Linked DNA regions of Mus musculus: regions 2 and 3 are each linked to region 1. A link is a contact called in public promoter capture Hi-C data. All regions are on one chromosome and are shown on one strand. The core of a region is the stretch at or near the end of the contact, and the rest is flanking DNA. Distances in the headings are between cores, read along the strand shown.

Region 1 (4,981 bases), core at 1,269-3,768:
CCTGTTTAAATCTATTCAAGTATTCTATTCTAGTTCTAAATCAGTTTTGCTCATGTTATACATTTGGTTGGCATACAGTTGTCTATAGTCTCCCCTTATAATTCTAATTACTTTTAAGTCAGTAGGAAAGAGCTCTCATTTGTGAGGGGATTGCTGTCTTCCTGGCAATCATAGTTAAATTTCACTGTTGTTGTCTACCATGACTAAGAATAAGGTTTGGGTCACATCAGTTTCCTCCACTGCTTTGCTGTCCTGTGCCACAGTTACACCCCCCTACCCCCCTAGTCATTATCATTTCGTCCCTTTGATTGCCTTGGGTTCTGCTCGCTCTACTTTTAAAGTGTCTTGAAGCAGAAGGTAAGTTTATTGCTTAGCACCCTTCTTGGTTTAAATGCAGGTGTTTGCTCACTGATCTTACAGCTGTTGGATTTTATGAAAAAGAAAGAACCAGAAATATGTTTGGTAGAGGCTCGGTATGGTGTGGGGGTAGGGGGTGCCTCTGCAGGCCCATGCTGGGACATCCCTTCACACTAAGGTACTGGTCACAGGTCGGGTATAGTATAGAATAGAGTTTACTTAGGGCATGGGAGGGAGCATTGGAAAAGGAGGAGGAAGGGAGGGAGAGAGAGAGTGAGGGGAGAGAGAGAGAGAGAGAGAGAGAGAGAGAGAGAGAGAGAGAGAGAGAGAGAGAGAGAAGACTGGCTATAAACAAGTGGAGAGACAAGGGGGAGGGAAAAAATGGGGAGAGAAGGGACAGAGAGGGAAGAGAGTAAGAGAGTGACTGGGGTGGGGGGGGGGGGCAAACAGCCCCTTTTATACTGAGTCAGGCATACCTGACTGTTGGCCACTGTGGGGCAGAGCCTAGAAAGAATGCTAACAACAGCCTCCCCTAAATTTTGAAATACTCATCTCAAAGTATTTCTTTACTCTCAGTGATTTCTTTTTTACATGTTGGTTATTTAGTAGTACATCAACCAATGTTCATAAGTTTGTGAATCCCCAAGTCTTCTTCTCTTATTAATTGGTGGTTTGATTTTGTTGTGTTAAATAAAAAACAAAAACAAAAACCCACAGTATATATTATTGAACACTTTAGGAATTTATTTGGACATTTTAGTGATGTATCACATAATTTATCTTAGGGAATCTTTCATCCACAATGGAGAGGAATGACCATCTTATTTCTGGGTGGAATGTTCTAGAGATGTTTATTGTCTAGTGGGTTTGGGGTGCTGCTTAGGTACTCTATTTTGGGGGGTTCTCAGCCCACTTTTTCTGATAATTATTGACAAGTATGAATGGTAGTCTTCAATCTGGACTATTGAAGATTTCTCCTCCTCTCTTCAGCTCTGTCAGTTTTTATATCATATATTTAGTGATACAGTTGCTTGGTGTGTATATATTAATAATATCCTCATATATATTTCTATAATCTTAAATGAATAGATTCTTTAATAATCCGAGACTCCCTCCTTATCTGAAACATTGTCTGTTTTATTTATCACCTATCATGTCTAGTCCAGGTGTCTTTATTTACTTTTTCTTGGTTCTCTTACCACTCAGTTTTCTTGAGTTCTCTATATGGTATTTCTGTCTTATCACACATTAGAGATCCCAATATGTTATTAACATCATCACCACCATCTTTGGACTGTTTTTCAGATTGGCCATTTCTGGTAGTGTTTGCTCTTTTCCCTCCCTTAGGCTCTGCATTAAATATATCAACACAAAGAACAAAAGTCTGGTTGAAGACTTTTTCTTGGCTGCCGTCAAACATAAACAATTTGTAGAGAAGTTGATATGCCATCAAGGTGAAGTGGCGGGTTGAGACTGGTGTTTTCCACAATAGTTTGGGACACCTCTGTCATGTTGTTTTTCTACCTGTTCTGGATGTCATTCTAGAAATTCAGAAACTTTTATGACAGCTAAACACCAACCAGGTAATCACAAGCATGTGTTGCAGCACGTCTGGCATCCCACCTAATCTTTCCCCTCTAGGACTGGATACACAATAGGAGTATGATAGTATGATATGTTCCATTCAGAGTCTGTCCCTCTTTTTCCAACACACACACACACACACACACACACACACACACACACACACACACAGAGAGAGAGAGAGAGAGAGAGAGAGAGAGAGAGGGAGGGAGGGAGGGAGGGAGAGAGAGAGAGAGAGAGAGAGAGAGAGAGAGAGAGAGAGAGAGAGAGAGAGAGAGAGAGAGATTAAGTTAAACCTGGACAGGTGCCATTTCTGGGCCACTCGTCTGAGCTGCATTTCTTCCTCCTACATCCTGAGGAATTAACAGGATTCCCTCCTCCCCTGCCCTCCCCACCCCCCACCTGACCTTCACACCTTCTCAACAGTAGGAAAAGGCAGGAAGTTTTCCCTGTGGGTTTTCTTTGTGGTGACAGGATGAGGCAGATTAATCAATGGGGGAAAACCCCGGGTGAGAACACGCCTTCTTGTGTACATTCCCAGTATTTTGCTATAAGAAGGGCTGGTGCTGGAGCACAGGAGCACTCGCAGGGCACTGGGTACCCAGCACTGAGTACATCAACTCCTGGAGCTGAGAATGGCCTGCGGTGGCAAGCGTCTGCTCTTCCTTGCTTTGGCATGGGTACTGCTGGCTCACCTCTGCAGCCAGGCAGAAGGTAAGGGTGGCGCCTTCTGCTGGTTACAGGAGACTTCTGTCCTCTGGACCATATCTAGGGGTTCCCTGAGGACAGCAGCATGCTAAGGAATATGTCAGGGAGACTGGTTGGCTCATAGATAAGAGGAGAAATGAGTCGATGCTAGCAATCAGGTTTCTTCTCTGCCATCAATCCTAGCAGATGTGAAGAGTGATGGATGGACTTTCAGGGACACTTAAACTTCAGGACAAGACCCAAGTACCATTTCTGGGAGTGATGCGCTAGAGTGTATTTCAAGATATATATGGTCATTCAGAAATGCGTAGAACATTTCACCGCCAGCTTTTTGTTTAATCTCCCAACCAAGTAATGTTAGTAAAGTCCATAACTTATTTTTAAAGTTCTGACTATGACAGTTGACCTTAGTGTCCCCATGAGGCCTGAAGGACATTGTTCTCCAACTTTAAGATAACATTTATCCAGTACCTTACAGCAGGTTAGACTTTAACTTCGAGGCGTGCCCAAGTATTGCTTTATTATATTGTTATCTGCAACAGGTGCATGGCTGGAAACATGTGGTGAACTTTATGAACCTGACTTAAGTGCCACCAGCCAATACAACAGCCCTGGAGTGCTTTGGGCAAGATTATAGGATATAGTCATATAGAATATAGGAGATAGAGAATATAGGAGTTCCCTCTATATTCTAAAGATGAAAGACTATGGTGAATTGCAATGAAGTATCTGCATTTCTTACTAGAGATGGCGAGAAGCCATGGTCTTGTGAATTGTGTTAGTTAAACCAAAACATCCCAGCATACGATTAAAAAAAATAACTGGGAACTATGTTAAAGTGGAGCTCAAAGACATGGAAATTCATTCCTGTGGACTTAATACCTTTTTATGCCTTTTAGCAGCAAGCAACTACGACTGTTGCCTCTCGTACATACAGACGCCTCTTCCTTCCAGAGCTATTGTGGGTTTCACAAGACAGATGGCCGATGAAGCTTGTGACATTAATGCTATCATGTAAGTTATTCACCAACTTAAATTCAGTTCCTTCAGGAATACATGGAAATTTCACTGCATGTGAAAATTTTTAATTTTTGATTTTCAGCTTTCACACGAAGAAAAGAAAATCTGTGTGCGCTGATCCAAAGCAGAACTGGGTGAAAAGGGCTGTGAACCTCCTCAGGTATGGATCATTGAAGGACAAGCAGTCTCTCTCCAAATGATGGGGATAAGGAAGCAGAGAGTGGATCAAAGGTCTGCTGGAGTTCTTCAGCCTAGTGACATTGAACTTTAGAAGGGGGATTTGAGTTAGATCATGCAAGCACAGGATGCATTTTGCAGTTGTATGCCAACACCATCATCATTTTTGATATTATTTTAACTTAATGACTTGTCTCTCAAGGTGTCTTAGAATTCCCTGTGCAGCTGATAGTCAATAGCTACTTGATTCTTGTGGAAAAGATGTTTCCTCATTATATCATTTACATACTTCCTGACACTTGGTTGGTTGCTAAAGCCTGAAAAATAAATTTAATTATGAAGAGTCCAGTGATACTGGCTTATGTCAGTAATGTAGCATTTTATCAATAGATGGTATCTGATACTACTGTGCCATAGATACTGAATTTAGAGATGTTAGATAAGTGTTCACATCCCGTTTCTCTCATTAACTAGCTTAGTTATGTTGGGCAAAGCCATCTTTTCTCAGACTCAAATCCCTCATAAGAAGATGTGATATACCAAAGCCATTCCTATCATCTAGTCATCAATTCACAATTTACGCTTTTCCTCTTTTATTATAGCCTAAGAGTCAAGAAGATGTAAAAAACTGATGCTTTTTTGGGATGGAATTGGACACAGCCCAAGGAGGAAATGATCACAGCTGGGGTTGAAGGCTTCACCTGCACATCACTGCACAGACCTGATTTGTGTCCCAGTGGACTTGTCCAATGGATGAAGTTGATTCATATTGCATCATAGTGTGTCATATTTAAGCTCACATTAGAGTTAAGTTGTATTTTATGTTATTTATAGATCTGAATTTTCTATGTTTAGCTATTTAATGTTAATTTCCCACAATCCATGGGGGCGCTTAGTGGAAGGATTAATATTATGTTTAAGGGAATAGTTTATATGGACCTTTTTGTCAACAATAAGCTATTGTAAAGATATTTAATGTTCTGTTTATTTAATTGCTTCTTAAATTGATATGATTTTCTTATAAAACAGAAAAGAATTATAAGAATATATTGAAAATAAAAGAATTGAAAGGTACTTGTTGATAGAGTCATATATTACTTATTGGTATGTATACTGAAGATATTAAATCATACAA
Region 2 (4,981 bases), core at 675-3,174, 350 kb before region 1:
AAATGCTCAACACACTTAGTGAATTCTTCTTTACAAAGTGTCTGCAGAAGTGAGTTGACAGATGTCACAAGGGACATAACTCCCCTCGGAAAAAAAATGTGATTCATCCTTTTATGTGAAGCCAAGGATCATGAAAGTATGCTTGCCTTCCGAGCACTGCTGTTAGCACCTGTTTACTAGTCGGGCTAACCTCCAGCTTGAGGGTCTGCGTATGGAGAGCATCAGACTTCTCCATGAGTTTGATGCTCTAATGACCTTTGGTTAATATTTATTGAGGGAAGCAAGATAGGCAAGACAAGGAGTCCAGATTCTCTCAAGTGTTTCCCAGGTGTGTAGGCCTTTGTGTGACTCAGCTTCCTGGTCCTTTTACTTTGTGGATTTTATCTTTGACCTCTGTGAGCCTGAGGCAGAGATTGAGGACGACAGTATTTTAACTAGCTTTGGCATTAGATAAATCTAGCACTGGGTTTCACACCCATTGTGTGACCTGGCTAACATTCTCAGCCTTCTGTTTTCTGGTATATAAAGTACAAGTGATAATTGCAGCCCAGATGATTGTAGAGTGGAAACTAGGCAGGATGTACGCTAAACTAGGCTTTCCAGCAAGATGTCAACAAATGAATGTTCTATGCCTCCTGTCCTTTCTGGTCTGTTTAGTCTCTGGCTCCTTGGTTTCTCAAAAAAAAAAAAAAAAAAAAAAAAAAAGCCCAAGAGATGTAGATGGGTACCATCACTACCTCGTGCTCTTTACTACTTGTAGCAAAGCTTTAAAATATTCTCTCCTGTGTTTTCAGCAATGCAAATTCATATCTAGAGATAGCTGAGTTTTTCTAAATGGCCTGTCTCAGCTGGGGCACTGCTAGGAGTGCATCTTCCAGATCTGAAAATTGGATTCTACAAATGTGTTCTACCCAGACTGGCTGCATCACAATTTCTAGGAGACAATGAGAACCTGACTCTGATAGTTCACTGTTAAGAACGCATGAAATCTGTGTTGTCCCACCTTGCATCAGATTTCAACAAGGAACACCCATTCACCATCATCAGACTATAGAACTCTGAAGCTTTCTGGGATCTATGTAATACTCAAAACCAAAAGTTGTTGAGGTCAGAAACTGGCTTAGTTGCTTCCCTATTGCTGTGATAAAACACCATGACCATGGCCAAGCATCTTATAAAAGAGACCCAGGATTTCGAACTCTATGTCTTAGGCCAGCTCCCTTGAGAAGCAGGCTAAGCCTCACTATGCCATCTCCAAGGCTACCCATGCGCAGGGGTGCTTCTCATTCCCGTAGAGCAAGTTCCCACTGCTGCCACGTTCCCTATACCTAGAAATCAGGATGGGGCAGAGAAAAAGAGGCAATAGATTTAAACAATATCCCACAGAGTGGTTAAGGCCCCGAGTTCCATCGCCAGCACCATGTTTTAAAAAAGAAAAACTGAAGTTCCTTAATGTTAAATAATAAAGTTCAGAGGTATCATCCCACCTGTGAAGAAATGCTATAGGTAACGACTTAACCTGCTTTTTGCCTTAAGGTCCCTAAGATGGACCATCGCTTTCTGTACATAAATTATCATTCTTCACAATGTAACATTATAAATTGATGGTAATCACATTCCTAACTGTGCAAGGCTGAAAGTCATAGTTAAAGGCATCAGACACCCTTCTCCAAGTCTGTTCATGTAGGTATTACTCACCATCAGACCTGCTCCTATAATTCCTGGAAACCACCACTCATAGCAGGAGATGGGGTTTTGAGAAGTCGAGTCTGCCTCCACTAAGCTGATTCCCAGGGGTATACAATTGATAACCACTCCTAGCAGGATCAGAATGAGCAGGCTGAAGCCATTGCAGGATGTCCACCCTTCACAGCACGTCATGGTTTTCCTGGTTCAGTTAGAAACCTCCTCAGGGTGGCTGGGCTCGTGTAGCTCTCTGCCTGGCCTTTTATCCCAACGTTCTGGTTAAAGTTTAGCACTTATGAAAAATGAGTTGTGGAAAGCAGTTCAGAGTCCAGTAGGGCAGGATGTTATTGTGAGGATTATGACGGGAACCAATAATCATATTATGATAGGATGAAGGGAAACAGATAGAAAAAAAAATCTAATGTTGCTGTGTGATGAACTTACACATGAATACAGGTAAGTAAAAACTGATTTAAAAAAAAAAAAGCTTGTGTGGCATAACTCCTAAAATATTCCTCTACTGATGTGCCTTGTAAAAATCTAAGAAGACAAAAAGTATATCCAATTAGAATAAACTACTTTTCATAGTTTTATATTATTGGACGATACAAGGATATTATATATAAAGTATCCTTATTTTGGAGTTATTCAGTAAGAATATGAACATTGTATAAGATTAGGGAAAGCAATCTTCTCTGCAAGTATTCCTGATTACTCTAAATATTAGTGTTTCATTTCAGGCTATTGTCTCACATGCAGCATTTTTAATCCTTAATTTTCCCAGTCTTGTAAAGTAGATCCTTTGTACACATCCCACCTACAACCTGTGGGAGGTTTGACTAATGGCACCAGAAGGAAAGTGATCAAATATGGACACTATGATAAAAGCAATGGCAGAGAGGCTAGACGGGAGACGAAGGTTCCATGTCTGCCATGGTCCTCCTCAACTATAGCAGACAGAGGAACAAGCCTTTAGTTTGTGCTGCTTTGTGTATCTCATAAAGGTCCATCCTGTCACTGCATATCCAGATTTCAAAGGCAGGCGGCTCTGGGGAAAATACCACTTTGTTTACAGAGAGGACAACTGAAAAGACACTGAAATGAATAACAAACAAAACAGTTATTGCTGTCTTATTCAAATGTTTGGAGAAAACTCTTTAGAGTATCTAGGTTCCATCATTAGATCGTTTGAAAACAGTTTGAACCATGTGTATGTTTGTATCTAGAAGGACAGGTAATATTTGTAAGATAAGTCAGGACTCTCCAGCTCCTGCTATCTTCTCAACCCTCTGTCACTGCAGTTCCATCCCATGCAAAGGGTTCACATGATGACAAGCCAGGTCTTAACCATGCAGTCTGCTGCCTGACTGGTTGAACTACCCCAGCAAGAATCCAAGGCATATAAATAGGTAGTAAAGCTGCCTTAGCTGTCTTGAAAAATCATGAGTCACATAGTGCATAGGTAGCCACTGATATATTGGTATACATATATAAAGATATATGAATTTTCTCTCATATTAATTCATCTCCATACTTATTCACACTTATCCACTTACAGCTAAGTAAGACCATGTGACTACTTCAAACCAGTAGAAAGAGAGGGAAAGAAAACAATGTCACTTTCAAGCCACATTGCTTTGCAAGCACTAGGCTATGTCTACCTTGTTTTCCACATAGACCGGAAACAACTAAACTATCTAAGAAGTCATGCATTGACCATGTCAATAGCTTCTTCAGCCCATCTCCTGAATAACTAAATGGAGAGAGCCCTTAGCCCACGTAAAACAACCCAGGAGTCTATTGACTCAATCTCAGTAGCTTTCGTTTCCTTATATTCAGTGTCAAACTTTAACTCAATTTTTAAACTTTCCTGGAGTTCGCAACCTGTGTTGCCAAAACATCAGTTCCAATAGTCTGAAAAAAAAATTCAAAGACAGTGAAACACAGTATTTTCCATTGTTTTATTCATAAATTACATTGGGGAAGGAGGGAACACTTTAAAGTTAAAACACGTGGTGTATACAGCCAATGTAAGCAGACATATAATACATGCATCTCTTGAAAGGCAAGTGCTTCAAAATAATAGAATATATTCACATTGCTTTCACTCAGCTGAGGTCTTTAATGGGAGTCTTCTGCAGATTATCACTGGCCGTTCATAGTGGGCTGAGGGTGGATTCTAAAATATAAACACATTATAATGCTCCCTGTATTCACATTATACATGCACTATGAATATCAGAAATAGAAGCGAAATCTTCCATGGGTAAAGGTGGAAGGGCCCTGAGTTCAGTTTTAAGGACTCGAAGATGCATATGCTATTAAAGAAGAAGAGGTCCTTAGAGATTCTGAGTTCAGCTTCATTATTTCATCAATGAATGAGCAAATTCAGGGAGGCTGACTTATTTATCCATGGCTAGGCATCTTCAGCACAGCACAGACGTATTTTAGTCTTCCGCGTTCTACTCAGCTATGTTTATTAAGCCTTACAGCTTGATAGGTGAACTGGGAGGGATTATAGGGCATACAGTCTAAAAGTCTAAGTATATGAGCCTGGGTCCAACCATCACCGGCCCCGAGGCCAGGGGGCCAGCAGCCATGCTAGCAACAGCACTTCTTGCATCCACACTTCTGCTGGCAGCAGCACTTCTGCTGGCAACAGCCCTTCCCACAGCCACAGCCGCAGCCACAGCCACAGGAGCCACAGCCACAGGAGCGGCAGCAGGAGCGGCGGCAGCAGCAGACTACCACAGGCTTGCAGCAGCCACAGCAACCGCAGCAGCCACCACAGCAGCCACAGCAGGGAACCCGGTAGCACCTGTAGGTGGTACAGCTGTTGCAGCCTCCACAGCCGCCACAGCCACCGCAGCCTCCACAGCCACCACAGCCACCGCAGCCTCCACAGCCACCGCAGCCTCCACAGCCACCACAGCCACAGCCTCCACAGCCACAGCCGCCACAGCTGCCACAACCGCCGCAGCCGCCGCAGCCACCACAACCTCCACAACCACAGCAACCCATGGTGTCAGTAGAGAGGACTCGGATCAAATGAACAGAAGAGCAACTTGAGAGAGGAGAGGATGATCTGATGCCTTCTGCTGAGGGCGGGGTTTATATACCGTCTTGGGGCCGGCATGACCCTAGCACGTGGTTTCTATTGTTTATCTCCCACATGGTTTCTATTGTTTATCTCAGCTTCCTTGAGAGCATTGTTCAGCACTTCAGGTTCACTTCCTTCTTAGGGACCTTTAACCTTACAAAGAGCTTATTTTTAGCTCTGGGTTTATTTGTTCTG
Region 3 (4,981 bases), core at 774-3,273, 320 kb before region 1:
GCTTATGAAGACTCAAAAAAAAAAAAAAGTTGAAGATGCAACTGGACATATAGCACAATACAGTCAAGGACACATTGGGCAATCAAGACATTGGCTGGATCTAGGAAGACAACACATGTGTTCTGTTCCTGCAGCTAGGAGCTGACTGGACCCACAACAGCTTGTGAGATTTCCTAGATGTTTTTACAAAGAAAGGTATGGTGTAAAGCTGAGGCAGGAGGCGCTAGAGTTTAAGGCTAGTCTATACTACATAATGAACATATCAAATAAATGAGTAAGTAAATAAAAGTTCACCAAACAATGCAAAGTTTCTGCATTGAAAAATTGCTTTGATTAGTTTTACTAGCTTAGTGGAAACTAGACTGTGCAAATCTGACACCCTTGGGTGTCTGAGAGAAGAGTCTCATTCCTTTGGTAAGGGACCTGCCTTGGTTCATGAATAACAGTGTGTAATTTCTCATCTTGGCTTACAGAATGGGATCCACTCTTGTGTGCATGTCCCCTGCTGTGCTGGCAGCAGCTAACTGTTAACTTGGGGTCTAATGAACAATTAAAAGCTTTGAAAAAAAAAAAAAACAACTAACAACAACAAAACCAACTCAGCTTCCTAAATCTTAGTATGACACCCTCACTAATTTTTCAACTGCGTTTCACAGTTGAGCCATTTGTCTGAACACTTTATTTATAGGTTGACAATTCTTGGTAGCCTCAGGCAGCTTAGAGTGTCTTTTGTAACAGCAGGGACCCACCTCCTCCTTCAGCAAGCTGTTCTACTTGGAGGGCTTGTGGGAAGGGATGGGGAGCCCGTGTGTTTGGGCTTATGGACTCTGCAGGCTGTCTGGATTCTCTGTGGGAGACCGGTGCCTCTTGCCTGCTCCTTCCTTCCCATGAGGGGGTACATGAGCTTGCTAGGCAGATACTATTGAGCCCAAGGTATCGTGTTTAGAATTTTGCTGGGCAGGTATTATTGAGTCTGAAGATACTGCCTTTAGAGTTTTCCTGAAGTCCAGCCTATGAGGGCAAGAACTCCAAGCAACCACTCCTGATATTTACAGAGAAGACACAGTACAGAAAGGAAGGAGCTGTCGCTGGGACACAGATCGGTCCGTTACCCTATCTGCGTAGTTCCTTGGCCTGTGGGCACAGGTCTGCCATGCAGTGTCTGTGTGATCCTTGAAGTTTCCACATATGCTCGTTTGCTTCTGGTTATTCCAAGTTGGTTGTCTTTTGATCAGTTCTCCCACCCCTATAGGCAGGCCAAGTAAAAACCAATTCAATGACTCCTCTCTCAAGCCCATCGGAGAGAATGGGGATTTCCTAGAGTTTCATTTTTTTCCTATTGCTTCCCAGACACTGCAGGTCCTACTTCCTGTTGTCTTCTATAGAAGCTTCCCTCACCCCCATAGCTCAACAGTCATGTGACCTGCCCTTTCTCTCAATGCTCTCACCTGGATTAGTTTATCTTTTTTTAAAAGATCTATTTGTTTATTTATTTATTTGTTTGTTTATTTAATGTATATGGGTACACTGTAGCTGTACCGATGGTTGTGAGCCATCATGTGATTGCTAGGAATGAAGGTTGCTCGCTCCGGTCTGTCCCACTCACCCTGGTCAGAAGATTTATTTATTATTATATCTAAGTACACTGTAGCTGTCTTCAGATGCACCAGAAGAGGGCGTCAGATCTCATTACTGATGGTTGTGAGCCACCATGTGGTTGCTGGGATTTGAACTCAGGACCTCAGGAAGAGCAGTCAGTGCTCTTAACCACTGAGCCACCTTGCCAGCTCCTGGATTAATTTATCTTTACCATCTTTTATATGTGTCACTAACTACCCAACCCAGACTATGAATGGTCTGAGCTCCCTGAGCATAGAGATATCCGATTACTAAAACATGACCTCACTTGCAGGTATTAAAAATATTTATTAAAAGCTTAGGAAACCTCTACCTATGTGAGGCCCAGTGTCCACAACAACACTCTAGGTGGGGTTCATGACTCATCAAATAACTATGCTTTAGACTTACAGTTTTGTCAACTGATGACAGTTATGGGGAAATGGAAACTTGAGAAGCAGCTGAACTTTGAGAGGAGGCCGCCTTGACATTTGTAAGTAACCAGAGCCCAGTTCAAAGTGCTCAGAACTGAACTGAAGCAATGCATAGTCTCCTGGAGGGTCCAATTAACCAAGGGTCTTCCATTTAGTACACATTTGTTGGAATCCTCCTGCGTAGCAGAATCCATGGTGTGCTCAGGTGAAAAAAAAAATGTACAGGAGACACTCACCCCAGATGTGGGAAGCACTGTCTTATAGACTGAGACCCTAGACCAGATGCTGAAACAGAAAGCAATCTGAGAGTCAGGGACCATCTCTCTACTTCCTGACTGTAGATGAGGTGTGACCTGCCTCGCATTCCGCAGCTGTGACTTCCCTGCTGGGATAGACGGGCCCTCAAACCTCGAGCCAGAATAAACCCTTCCTTCCTTAAGGTGCTATTTTAGGTTTTTGTTTTGTTTTAATTCAAAACAATGAGAACATGGTATGTTTAGAGAGTCCTTTATAAGAGAATCCCCTAGTCTGTGGGCAGAAACAGGAAAGAGCAGTTTACCTTAGGAGATTTTAGTAGCCAAGGAAACAGTAAACCGCCAGGACTCGAAATAGGAATTTCAGAAAGTACTCAGTCCAGGAAGATGTCTCAACCAGGAGCTCATGGGAGGAACCGTGTGTTCAGCAGGCATGAGTGTCAAGACCCGAGCCAGAGGTGAGATAGCGTTAGGAAGAATTATCTGCCAAGCCTGAAGAAGCCCAGCACTGTCTGACTCAGAAGAGCCGGTGCCAGCAACAAGGAGAGGGAAGGAGCAAGCAGAGACAGGCGAAGCAAAGGAAGAAACGTTGCCACATGGCCACGACGCAGCCCAGGGAGGAAATGCTCGTGCAGGAGGAAGTCTCCTGTGCAAACTCGAGATGTGGTGGCCTACAGCTGGAATCCCAGCGTATGGCTTGGGAAGACCGATGGGAGGGTGCAGAGGTGAGAGGAATGTTTAAGCTCAGAAGTTTGAGACCAGCCTACAGCATAGTGAAACTCCATCTGTATAGGAAACCAAAGCCAACAGTCAGGCTCCAAAGATACGGCTCAGTGGTGAAGAGTGTGTACTGGTCTTCAAAGGTCTCGGCTTCAACTCTGAGCATCCGCAACAGATGCACCCAATGCTTGTAACTCAGATGCACAAACTGCCTGTAACTCCAGCCTTAAGGGTATTACCTTCTTCTGGTCTCCACAAAGTGCTCTCTCCCATGTACGCATCCACCACTCCCGCCATATGTATATACAAATACATTAAAATAAATCTGAAAAAAAAATCAGGTGTGAGCAAGGTAAACGGGGGTGGGAAGGAGGGGAAGGGAGGTTGTTGGCCTGCAGTCCATACCCCAGGGCCTGCATGGCGGAAGCATCCAGGTTTGTTGCCCCGGCTCCCATGGGGGGTCTGCCTTTGTCAAGCTTCACAGGAGCAAGTTTTACGCACTCGCGAGTACATGCTATGCAAGAAGCTGAGTTATGTCTTTGCTCCCTCTCACATCTACCCAGGCGAAATGGTTTTCAGAGTCAGTTGAGCTAGCACATCCATTATCTCACAGAGGCTAGAGCATGGTAGAAGGACCTATTGTCTGTCCCCTTAGCAAATGTTCTGTGTTGTCTTGGTCTGCTTTCTGACACTGTAACAAAATGTTTAAAGCTTGGGAATTTACTAAGAAAAGAGGTTCAGATCACTTTGTGGTGGTGGAGGCTGGGAAGTTCGATGTCAGAGGCTCGGCATCCACGGGGCTTCCGGTAAGAAGGGCCTTCCTCTTATGTCAGCAGTATGACACAGCAGAAAGCTTTGCACAAGGGTGACACAGCAAACATATTGGGTAGTGTTACACAAGTCACTCCTCCAATGATCCATTGACCCACAAACATGCTAATCCATTTAGGAGGGCAGACCTGATCAATCTGAGCAAATGCCCCCCATCTCCAGAAAGAACTAACATGAATTTGGGTGGTGAGGTTTCTCACACATGAAACATAAAGGTGAGTTGAGGTGATAATGTCAGTGCTAGAGTCCTTCCCTAACGTGCTCTGAGCTTGAATCACCGCAGAACAAGTTTATGTGTAAAGCATGTGTGTATTATGTGTATACACACATATGCATATATAAAAATGTCTATATAAAAATAGTCAAATCGTAATATATATCACTAACTCTAGTTATTTACTAGTTAATAAGTTGAAATCCTTACTTCAGGAACTCTGAGGAGATGGGGCAGGCGATTGAGACCGGGTTTCATATAGCCATAAATACATTGCATAGCTTAGGATGGCCTTGAACTCCTGATATTCCTGCCTCTATCTCCAAAGTGCTGGGATTACAGGCATGTGTCCCCAATGTCTAGCTTTGGTACAGTTTTGTTGTTGTTGTTGTTTCTTTTGCTTTTGTTTTCAAAACGAGTTTCTCTGTGTAGTCCTGGCTGTCCTGAAACTCCTCTGAAGATGAGGCCGGTCTCGAACTCAGAGATACACCTGCCTCTGCCTCCTGAGAGCTGGAATTAAAGGCATAGACCACCATTACCCCATGGTAGGGTTTTGTTGTTGTTGTTTAGACAAGTAAGTAATTAAAGTCATCTGGTGAGATCGGATCCCATAGACTTTGCACTTTATAAAAAGAGATTAGTGGGCTGGGGGTGTAGCTTAGTGTTGGAGTACTTGTTTGGTAGGCAGGGGGACCTGGACCACAGAATAAGCAGTGTAAGGGGAAGGGGATGCTCATGAAGGCTAGTGGCATTTTTGTGACTGAAGAGTGGTGATAGGCTATATGGTGAGCAAAGCTATAAGTGTTCCCCAGATGGCCCTTCACATCATGGGCTGACTTCTGGGTAAAATGACTATCTCAGGTCATACAGCTGGTATACTCCAAAGTCAGGGTTTGAACTCCAAGGACACC

Evidence for each region. Promoter capture Hi-C pulls out the DNA fragments that hold promoters and counts their contacts.
Region 2: a promoter capture Hi-C map of stem cell-derived epiblast-like cells shows a contact between it and region 1, with 3 times the contacts expected there. The contact joins the promoter of Tm4sf20 here to the promoter of Ccl20 in region 1. A contact is called at or near these places in 11 of 39 promoter capture datasets (the 3T3-L1 cell line, 3T3-L1-derived adipocytes, the C10 cell line and 6 more), 1 of 115 datasets of contacts at active chromatin or transcription factors (pancreatic cancer cells) and 1 of 9 other capture datasets (adipose tissue).
Region 3: a promoter capture Hi-C map of epiblast stem cells shows a contact between it and region 1, with 2.4 times the contacts expected there. The contact joins the enhancer-like site here to the promoter of Ccl20 in region 1. A contact is called at or near these places in 10 of 39 promoter capture datasets (the 3T3-L1 cell line, 3T3-L1-derived adipocytes, the HPC-7 cell line and 4 more) and 1 of 9 other capture datasets (liver).

The regions. Positions count from the first base shown.
Region 1 is chr1:83,114,248-83,119,228 of GRCm38.p6, forward strand. Ccl20 (chemokine (C-C motif) ligand 20) reads left to right here and starts at 2,519. Exons shown (of 4, transcript NM_016960.2): 1 at 2,519-2,655; 2 at 3,549-3,663; 3 at 3,752-3,829; 4 at 4,449-4,920. The coding sequence starts at 2,577. The coding sequence ends at 4,470.
Region 2 is chr1:82,766,537-82,771,517 of GRCm38.p6, forward strand. It overlaps Tm4sf20 (transmembrane 4 L six family member 20), which reads right to left and starts at 1,925. Exons shown (of 4, transcript NM_025453.4): 1 at 1,699-1,925. The coding sequence starts at 1,881.
Region 3 is chr1:82,793,413-82,798,393 of GRCm38.p6, forward strand. No RefSeq gene overlaps it. Among named protein-coding and RNA genes, the nearest start is that of Gm34286, 13 kb to the right of the region's middle. Within about 2 kb of position 2,024, at least 121 of the 459 cell types and tissues checked have an H3K27ac peak or open chromatin away from gene starts, as enhancers often do. A contact at or near this core is called in epiblast stem cells, where this site is marked.